Regions from separate parts of the Pan troglodytes genome. Here all the other regions are linked to region 1. Evidence: chromatin contacts called from public Hi-C and HiChIP or PLAC-seq data. All regions are on one chromosome and are shown on one strand. The core of a region is the stretch at or near the end of the contact, and the rest is flanking DNA. Distances in the headings are between cores, read along the strand shown. Region 1 holds the start of ZBTB32 (zinc finger and BTB domain containing 32). Region 2 holds the start of LRFN3 (leucine rich repeat and fibronectin type III domain containing 3). Region 3 holds the start of TMEM147 (transmembrane protein 147).

Region 1 (3,098 bases), core at 306-2,805:
TGAGGCCCAGAGAAGTGACTTGCCCAAGATGACTCAAATAGTAAATGGCAGAGATGAAACTCAAAGGCAGGGCTGATTATTCCAAGGTCCTTGCTGCCACAGATACACTTCTTTGACTCTAGGAGTTCACAAACGAAGTGAGGAGACAGGAGGCTAGGGGCAGAATGTGTGCATTCTGGAGGTAGAGGGGGTGGTCTCTCCTGCAGGCAGAAGGCAGAGGCAGGGTTAGAAAACCACACCCCTTCGGGGGGACTGTGGCAGACTGATACTTGGGACATCCAATGGAGGCCTGTGAGGTCAGGGGCGGGGCTAGCTCCAGGGTGGGCCCCAGGAGCCCCAACAGTAGTTCAGAGCATGCGGTGTCCTGGAAGAAGCTACAAGCGGTGAGTGATAGCCTCTCCCCAGCTGAGGCCTTCTTCCCATCACAACTCTGTCTGTCTCCTCCCTGCCAACCTAGAGCCCTCTCCCTGAGGTGTCCAAGTGCAGCCCTCCCTGCCCCAAGGGCCCTTGCTCACAGGGAACCTGCACCTAGGACTCTGCCTGCTGGGTGCTAAGACACTGAGGTTCTGGTTCTCTTCATATCTGGGTTCCCAGCTCTCTTCTTAAAAGCCAATGTGGTGGTTTTGATGTGTGAGAAACTCCTGCCTGGTTGGGTGCTGTCTTTCTATTCTTCACTTTTTGTCTTATGAAAAACAAATTAAACCATCTCCTTACCCGAATCTTGAGAGGAAACAGCCTCCCTGTCTCCAGTCCCCATGTCCTTTCCTCCCATCTCCTCAGGGGTCCATTCTCCAAAAGGTCTCTCCATCATTGGGTCAGGAGCCTCCTCTCCTGTGGCTTCTGCACCTGCTCTCCTCGTTCTCTGGATGGGAATGTCTGGTTCCTTCCCTGAGGATGTGTTCTAGAAGCTTCAGCTTCACAGTGATGACTGCCGGATGCCTTAGCGCCTGCGCTCCTGCAGCCAGGATCCCTATCATGCTGCCCTCTCTGCCTTTCAGGAGCGATGGGCTTTTGGGGGAGGACCCACTAGCTTTCTAAGCTCTCCCGTGAAACTGTGTCATGCTCCATCCCTTAGTGCCGGCGTTGACTGGGTTTTGTGGTGATCCTTGTCTGGAATGAAGAAAGCCTGGCTTGCGCAGAGGTGTTTCCCTGCAGAGGGGCTTGGAGAAGCAGAAGTGGCAGTATCTGCTATCTTTTACGTCAGAGACTGCCAACTGGCAGACTTTCCGCACGCCTGTCTTAAACCCACTACTAGATATTTCTGTTAACTGACTGGCCCTTGCTCTTTAAGTCCTGAATTTGGTCTGATTTCCATTCTCTGGCCACCATGCCTACCTGCTATGATTCTGGATAAGCTCCAATCCTCTCTTGGGTTACTTTATTTGCTCACTCAGGACAGAGGGCTCTGATCTAGGACCAGCAACTCACACCCTCTCCCCTCACATCCACAGGCTTGAAATGAGATGAGATGTTCCTCCCTCCCCTTTCAACCATGGACCTCACACTGTGGACTTCCTCTTAGAGCCTCTGAGTTAGGTACCCAAGCCAAGGCACAATGTCCCTGCCCCCCATAAGACTGCCCAGCCCCTATGGCTCTGATCGGCTGGTACAGCTAGCAGCCAGGCTCCGGCCAGCACTCTGTGATACTCTGATCACCGTAGGGGGCCAGGAGTTCCCCGCCCACAGCCTGGTGCTAGCAGGTGTCAGCCAGCAGCTGGGCCGCAGGGGCCAGTGGGCTCTGGGAGAAGGCATCAGCCCTTCTACCTTTGCCCAGCTCCTGAACTTTGTGTATGGGGAGAGTGTAGAGCTGCAGCCTAGGGAGCTAAGGCCCCTTCAGGAGGCGGCCAGGGCCTTGGGAGTGCAGTCCCTGGAAGAGGCATGCTGGAGGGCTCGAGGGGACAGGGCTAAAAAGCCAGATCCAGGCCTGAAGAAACATCAGGAGGAGCCAGAGAAACCCTCAAGGAATGCTGAGAGAGAACTGGGGGACCCTGGAGAGAAGCAGAAACCAGAGCAGGTTTCTAGAACTGGTGGGAGAGAACAGGAGATGTTGCACAAGCACTCGCCACCAAGAGGCAGCCCCGAGATGGCAGGAGCAACGCAGGAGGCTCAGCAGGAACAGACCAGGTCAAAGGAGAAACACCTCCAAGCCCCTGTTGGCCAAAGGGGAGCAGATGGGAAGCATGGAGTGCTCATGTGGTTGAGGGAAAATCCAGGGGGCTCTGAGGAAAGTCTGCGCAAGCTCCCTGGCCCCCTTCCCCCAGCAGGCTCCCTGCAAACCAGCGTCACCCCTAGGCCCTCGTGGGCTGAGGCCCCTTGGTTGGTGGGGGGCCAGCCTGCCCTGTGGAGCATCCTGCTGATGCCGCCCAGATATGGCATTCCCTTCTACCATAGCACCCCCACCACTGGAGCCTGGCAGGAGGTCTGGCGGGAACACAGGTGAGTGGCGGGGTCTAGTGCTCTGCCTCCAGGCTGGGAGGGCATGGCCCAGGAGGGGCAGCCCTGCTGGGTGGAAGGGCACCGCATCTGTACTGCACAGTTCCTGAGCTGGGGAAGAGACAAGAAGCTGCTGCCACAGGGCACGCCAAAGCCCAGCCCCCGGGGGAGGACTTGGGATACCCCCTCTTCACGAAGGGGCCAGGCTCCCAGGTTTAGCCAAGGCTGTAACTCTTCCCCACCCCATCCCAGGATCCCACTGTCCCTAAATGCCCCCAAAGGGCTCTGGAGCCAGAACCAGTTGGCCTCCTCCAGCCCCACCCCAGGTAAGCCCCTCACTGTCCTGCATACACCTGTAACATGGTGTCTTCTCTGGGGTGGGGCTCGAGGAGTCCAGCCTGAGCAGGGCCCCTACCTCCCACTGTTCCTTCCAGGTTCCCTCCCCCAGGGCCCCGCACAGCTCAGCCCTGGGGAGATGGAAGAGTCTGATCAGGGGCACACAGGTGAGTCGGGCGGGGGCACTCGTGCCTCAGCCCCACTGTAGCCCTTTATTTCTTGCCTGAATGGTACAGTGAGTTGGCGCTGGGATTCCTGGCCCTGCCCTCCTTTGCCTTCTCTGTCCCCACAGGCGCACTGGCAACCTGTGCCGGTCATGAGGACAAGGC
Region 2 (3,098 bases), core at 180-2,679, 220 kb after region 1:
CTGGGCAGCATATTGAGACCCTGTCTCTACAAGAAATTTAAAAAATTAGCTGGATATGGCGATGCATGCCTGTAGTCCCAGTTACTCTGGAGCCTGAGGTGGGAGGATTGCTTGAGCCCAGGAATTTGAGGTTGCAGTCAATTATGATTGCACCAATGTGCTCCAGCCTGGGTGACAAAGCAAGACCCTGTCTCAAAAAAAAAAGTATGGTCTTTGAAAAGTCACATTAGCATCACCTGGGTACTCGTTAAAAATGCAAATGTTCGGGTCCCACCTCAGACCCACTGAACCAGAAACTCTGAGGTTGGGACCTGGAGATCTATGGTGCCCCCGGGTGATCCTGGTGGGCTGCACTGCAAGGACACCTGGCCTGGCTCCTGCAAGGCAAGGCATCCCTCTCTGCTTTTCTTTCTTTCTTTCTTTCTTTTAAAGACAGAGTCTCACTCTGTCACCCAGGCTGGAGTGCAATGGCTGGATCTCAGATGACTACAATCTCCACCTCCCGGGTTCAAGCAATTCTCTTGCCTCAGCCTCCCAAGTAGCTGGGATTACGGGCGCCCGCCACCACACCCGGCTAATTTTTGTATTTTTAGTAGAGATGGGGTTTCTCCATGTTGGCCAGGCTGGTCTCCAACGCCTGATCTCAAAAGATCCGCCCGCCTTGGCCTCCCAACGAGCCGGGATTACAGGCGTGAGCCACCGCCCCCGGCTGTCAGTGTGTCTTGAGGTCTTTCCCTAATCCCAGATGGCACAAGTTTTCCCTCTTGCAGGCAGAGAAAGGAGCCTTGGGAAGGAGCCCCTCTGGCCTGAAAGATCAAGCCTGTTGCTGGGCATGGCCAGGTAAGGAAACTCCAACCGTGGAAAGGACATTCCAGGGAGGTGGTGCTGAGATAGGGGGGCAGAAAGAGACAGGTTTCGGGGGCCAGTGGCTCTGGAATGAAGCGCTACACTCAAGGCTAGGAATGGTTACTGAATGCACATATACACACACCATTCTCACAGCCCAGGTGCTGCGTCTTAGAGCGTATGAGTGTGTATGTGTGTGTCTGTGTGTGCGCGCGCACGCACGTCTCTATCTCTGTTTCTGTCTTTCTCTGACTTGTCCTTATCTCTTGTCTCTCCATCACTCTCTGTGTCTCGCTGTCTCTGTGCATTTCCATGTCTCGAATATGTGTGTGTTTCAATCTGTCTCTCTGCCTCTTTCCATTTACTCCTCTCTATCCATCAATCTAAGCCTGCCCATCTTTTTGTCTGCCTTTCTGTATCTCCGTTCTTCTCTGTCTCTCTGTCTCAGTCTCTCTGTATCCAGGGATTCTCGTTCCCAGCAGCGCCAGTGCGACTCCATGGGAGGTGGGGCCGGGGCGCGTCTTTGAGAGAAGGGGCGGGTGCCTACGCCTTTAAGCGCGGGTGCGCGCGGAGCCTGCGCCTTTAAGCGCCGGTGCGCGCGCTGCCCTGGGTTCCCGGCGAGGAGGCCGCGGGAGCGCCTGGACCCGGCCCGCCCAGCCCGGCCCCCGCCCGGCCCCCGCCTCGGCCCCGGCGGGGGAGGGGTCTCTGAGCGCGGCCCCTCCCCCCTGCGCCCCCGCCTGCGCTGCGGTGCCCCCATCCCGCGTGTTCCAATCTGTCTGACCGTCCCTCAGCTCCCAGGCCTCGCCCCACCCGGCCCTGGGGCTGCCCGGTCGCCCCCCTCCCCACCGCAGCCGGTCCCCTCCCTCCCAGTCAGCCTCCGCCGCAGCCCAGGAAGCCAGCCGGGACGCCGCCGCCCCGGACTCCGCGCCCTAACCTCCACCTCGGGGGCCTGCACCCCCAGATTGAATCGGGAATTCCGGAAACCCGAGCCTGGAACCCTGATCTGGGACCAGCACCCCGAGATCCGGCCGTGGAACCCCAAGATCTGGAGCCTGAACCCCAGTATATGGGGCTGGAATCTCAACATCGGTCACTGGGACCTCAATATTTGGAGCCGGAACCCCACAATTTGGAACACAGACCCCAATATTTGGAGCAGAACCCCAAGATTTGACATCTAAAACCTCAAGCCTGGAGCTGAACTCTGAATTCTGGGCCTGGGACCTTGAAATCTGGGACTGGATTTCCAGTACTGTACCCTGGAACCCACTCTTGGGGACCTGAACCCTGGGATTCAGGCCTCAAATTCCAAGATCTGGACTGTGGGATTCCAAGGGGCCTGAACCCGAGTTTGGGCCTGAAGTCCTTGCTGCAGACCTGAGTGCTTAAATCTGGGGCTTGAGACCTCCCAATCTTGACTCAGCACCCCAATATCTGAATGCAGAACCCCGGGATCGGATCTCAGACTCTAAACCCCACCGTTTGGCTGCTTAGCATCCCAAGACTGGACCTGGGAGACCCTGACCCTGAACAACCCAAACTGGACCCCTAAAACTGGACCCTAGAGGCCCAATATTTAGGGGTCTGGAACCCCGAGTATTAAGGTCTGGAGACTCCGTTGCCACAGATTTGAGCCGAGTCAGGACACAGTCCCTCTACAGAAGCCTTGGGGACAGGAAAAGCATGACCAGATGCTCCCTCCAGAGCCTTGACCTCTGACTCCCCTGGAGCTAGGACTCTGCTCCCTGGGGCTGCTTCTAGCTCAGGTAAGGCTGCTGAAACCTCAAGGTGGGGAGGGGCTGGGAGGAGCATTGTGGCTGCGGGTTACGGTACCAGGTACCCTTTGACACTCTTGGGGTTTCTCCAGAAAAAAAGACATTCCCCCATGGGTCTGCCTTCAGCTCCTGCTCTGCTCCAAACACTCTCTGGACACTGGCCATCCCTGCCCCTCTCTGACCTTCCCTGCCCCAGTTGATGGGACCTCCAGGTCTCTGACCCCTGCAACCCTTACAGCCTCTCGCTGTCTATCCGGTCCGACTGTCTCCGCCACCTCTCTTGTCCACCACTCCTCTCTCTGGTCTCCTTTCTCCACCTGTCCTCTCAATGGCCATCTCTGTTCCCTTTTTCTCTCTCTGATCATCTTTGTGACACCCCTGTCCACAGGTCCTCTCTCCAGTCGCCTCTGCCTGCTGCTTCTCAGTGACCATCGCTGACATCTGTGTCCACTGTGCCTCTCTCTAATCATCATTCAC
Region 3 (3,098 bases), core at 389-2,888, 150 kb before region 1:
GGAGGAACCTCCCTCTTCAGCAAAGCACCCCATCAAAAGATGTTGTTTTTGTGGCCATATTCCTCATCTGAAATTTCATTTCATAGTCAATGTTGGCCCCAGTGGTGTGTGCATTCCAAGAAAACAGGGATTTAGGGGCTGCATTTTCACTTTTGTGGCTCCAACCTGGCATACAGCAGGTGACTAATACATGCTTAGTGAACAAAAGACAACAGCTCCCATTTTTTTCAATACTAGCTCAGGGCCAGGCCATGGCCAGATGCCTTCTCTGTGAGGAGTGGATGCCATGGTCATGGTGGACCCCTATACGTCCACCTTGGTGTTGTCTCCCTGCATTAACTCCTGCAGGTCCACTTTCCCACAGTCACCGGGATCTTTTGTTTTAATACAATCACATTGCATCACCCGTTTTCAGGATTGAAAACACTCCTGTGGCCTTTCATGACACTAGGGCTAAAACCCTCAGGTCCTCCATTCCTGCAGCTCCTTCTACCTCAGACACTGTGCTGAGGGCCCCAGCTGGTCAGATCTTTCTAGTCATCTAGACCCAGGCTCATGGCCACCCCTCAGAGAGGCCCTCCATGCTGGCCCATTCCAAATGCTTGCATTATTCCTAGGAAAGGGATGTACTGGTACAGCATGAGGGTGTTTGTGACCTGTGCCCTTTGGCCAGACCCTGACACAGTGCCTTGGTCATACCCTGCACTTGGTCATACCCTCCAGTCCAGAGACTGGACACAGTAGGGCTACGTCAAATATTATAGATGAATGCATGGATGGGCGATACAGCTAAGAGTCGGGGCCTCAGCTCCCGGAGGTCCTTGCTCTGCCGGACACACTTATCTTTGAAATTCTGACTTCCAGGTCGTCTCTATGGACTTCCTCGGTGATACCCACTCGTCCATCTTCGATGCTAAGGCCGGCATTGCGCTCAATGACAATTTCGTGAAGCTCATTTCATGGTAAGGGGGAAGGAGCTGGAGACTCAGAGGGAGGGGAACTAAGGAGTGGTCAGAAGGAACCCCCTTGAACCTCCCGACCCCTCCTCCACAGGTACGACAATGAATATGGCTACAGTCACCGGGTGGTCGACCTCCTCCGCTACATGTTCAGCCGAGACAAGTGAAAGGGGAAGGTCCTTTCTTTCCTTCCCAGGGGCCGGGGCCGGAACATGTGCCTCCCGTTCCAGCATCTGGCTGCCCGAGGGAGGAAGGGCACCCGGGGCGGGCGCCCCACGCCGATGGGTCCATGGTGAAATAAAAAACAGTGCTCACGGCTGCGTCCCGTATCTCTGCGCCGGTCAGGGCGGGTTCTGATCCGGGTTTGAGGCCCGCCCCACCCTTACTCGATCGCCTGCGCCCACGGGCGAGGGGTCGCGCTCGACTCCAAGCCGGGTTCCACTTCAGGAGACCGGGACCGCGATGGCAGCGGTAGAGGCCCCGCATGGCTGGAAGTCACTCCCCAAAGCTCTGGGCCGGCAGCGGTGGGAACCAGGGCCGGCCACGGGCGCTCTGACGTCACTGGGCGCGACGCCCCGCGCCGGGACTACTGCTCCCAGAAGGTCGCGCGCGGGCCCCCGCCAGTCAGGTGGGTGCCAGGCCCTGGCCGTGGCGAAAGTGCCGGCAGAGCCGGAGGCCCGCTCCCGGAGACGCCGCCTCGCGATCCCCGCGCGGGCGGGACCGGGCGGCCGGCGTCATGACCCTGTTTCACTTCGGGAACTGCTTCGCTCTTGCCTACTTCCCCTACTTCATCACCTACAAGTGCAGCGGCCTGTGAGTGCGGGAAGGGCGCGGGGCGGAGAGGGCGCGGGGCCCGGGCCGACCCTCACCTCCCGCTTCTCCAGGTCCGAGTACAACGCCTTCTGGAAATGCGTCCAGGCTGGAGTCACCTACCTCTTTGTCCAACTCTGCAAGGTGAGGGCCACCGGGAAGCCACGTGTTCTGGCCCCCAGGCTCTGCAGACCCAGGGACCCGCCCCCGTTGCCTATCCGCGCCCCCGCCGCCCCACGGTGGGACCGCCCTCGGGACTCCGCATTGGGAGGCGTCAGGATACCTAGAGAGGATGGACTTTAAAGAGGGCACGACCTGAGAAGAGACCTAGAAGCAACTTTTGCGTAGCACTTAGTAAAACTGAGAAAACCTCAGTAGTGTGGTTGGCTAACAGGTTTTTTTTGGTGCGGTTAAGAGTGATCACTGATTCCGTACGTGCTGCTAACACTGCCCAGGGAGCAGCACCTTCAGACCTGACTCAGATGCCCTGTGATCACCCAGAACTCAAACTTCCAGCCCCCTCGGGGACCCGGGGACCTATCCTCTATCTCCCCGATTCCTGTAATTTTGCCACCATCTGGTGGTTCCTCTTCCAGATGGGCCCCCAGAACCTGTCCTGCCCTCCTCATACCCACGAACTTCCCACAAATCCCACGTGGTTTATCTTGATCCCCTCACCTTGAAGTGACCTCTTTCTACTTTCTGTTCTCAGATGCTGTTCTTGGCCACTTTCTTTCCCACCTGGGAAGGCGGCATCTATGACTTCATTGGGGTGAGAGGGGCCAGGGAAGGGCAGGGAGTTCAGGAATGGGGCTCCCTGTCCCCCTGTGCTTACTTAAGCCTCAACCTGACCCGCAGGAGTTCATGAAGGCCAGCGTGGATGTGGCAGACCTGATAGGTCTAAACCTTGTCATGTCCCGGAATGCCGGCAAGGGGGAGTACAAGATCATGGTTGCTGCCCTGGGCTGGGCCACTGCCGAGCTTATTATGTCCCGGTGCGTACAGCAGCCTGGAGCCCAGACCCCTGAGAAGGGACACCTGGGTTCCACGGGGGTGCTGGAGGGCAGGGGCTCAAAGCCTGGTGCTGAAGGTGTCTGAGTACTGGAGAATCCCATCCTTTGCCTTCCTCAGCTGCATTCCCCTATGGGTCGGAGCCCGGGGCATTGAGTTTGACTGGAAGTACATCCAGATGAGCATAGACTCCAACATCAGTCTGGTAGGCAGTCGTGCTTTCCCACATACACATTTCTGCTGGCGGCCATACTCCTCCCCGAGGCCTGGCCCCGACTTTCTGCCTCCCTCCAGGTCCATTACATCGTCGCGTCTGCT

Evidence for each region. A called contact is a pair of places that touch in the nucleus more often than the background predicts. HiChIP or PLAC-seq counts read pairs in DNA pulled down with a chosen protein or histone mark.
Region 2: a contact with region 1 is called in an H3K4me3 HiChIP or PLAC-seq map of stem cell-derived excitatory neurons, with 5 times the contacts expected there. The contact joins the promoter of LRFN3 here to the promoter of ZBTB32 in region 1. A contact is called at or near these places in 1 of 7 Hi-C or Micro-C datasets (stem cell-derived neural progenitor cells) and 1 of 1 datasets of contacts at active chromatin or transcription factors (stem cell-derived excitatory neurons).
Region 3: a contact with region 1 is called in a Hi-C map of stem cell-derived neural progenitor cells, with 5 times the contacts expected there. The contact joins the promoter of TMEM147 here to the promoter of ZBTB32 in region 1. A contact is called at or near these places in 3 of 7 Hi-C or Micro-C datasets (induced pluripotent stem cells and stem cell-derived neural progenitor cells), 1 of 1 datasets of contacts at active chromatin or transcription factors (stem cell-derived excitatory neurons) and 1 of 1 other capture datasets (stem cell-derived neural stem cells).

What each region holds. Positions count from the first base shown.
Region 1 is chr20:38,839,634-38,842,731 of NHGRI_mPanTro3-v2.0_pri, forward strand. It overlaps ZBTB32 (zinc finger and BTB domain containing 32), which reads left to right and starts at 1,556. Exons shown (of 5, transcript NM_001135626.2): 1 at 1,556-2,436; 2 at 2,686-2,759; 3 at 2,868-2,936; 4 at 3,062-3,098. The coding sequence starts at 1,556.
Region 2 is chr20:39,064,491-39,067,588 of NHGRI_mPanTro3-v2.0_pri, forward strand. It overlaps LRFN3 (leucine rich repeat and fibronectin type III domain containing 3), which reads left to right and starts at 1,430. Exons shown (of 3, transcript XM_524229.8): 1 at 1,430-2,612.
Region 3 is chr20:38,687,445-38,690,542 of NHGRI_mPanTro3-v2.0_pri, forward strand. TMEM147 (transmembrane protein 147) reads left to right here and starts at 1,639. Exons shown (of 7, transcript XM_016935691.4): 1 at 1,639-1,772; 2 at 1,844-1,913; 3 at 2,482-2,541; 4 at 2,628-2,764; 5 at 2,901-2,985; 6 at 3,075-3,098. The coding sequence starts at 1,696. GAPDHS (glyceraldehyde-3-phosphate dehydrogenase, spermatogenic) reads left to right here. Exons shown (of 11, transcript XM_512590.7): 10 at 865-962; 11 at 1,054-1,273. The coding sequence ends at 1,126.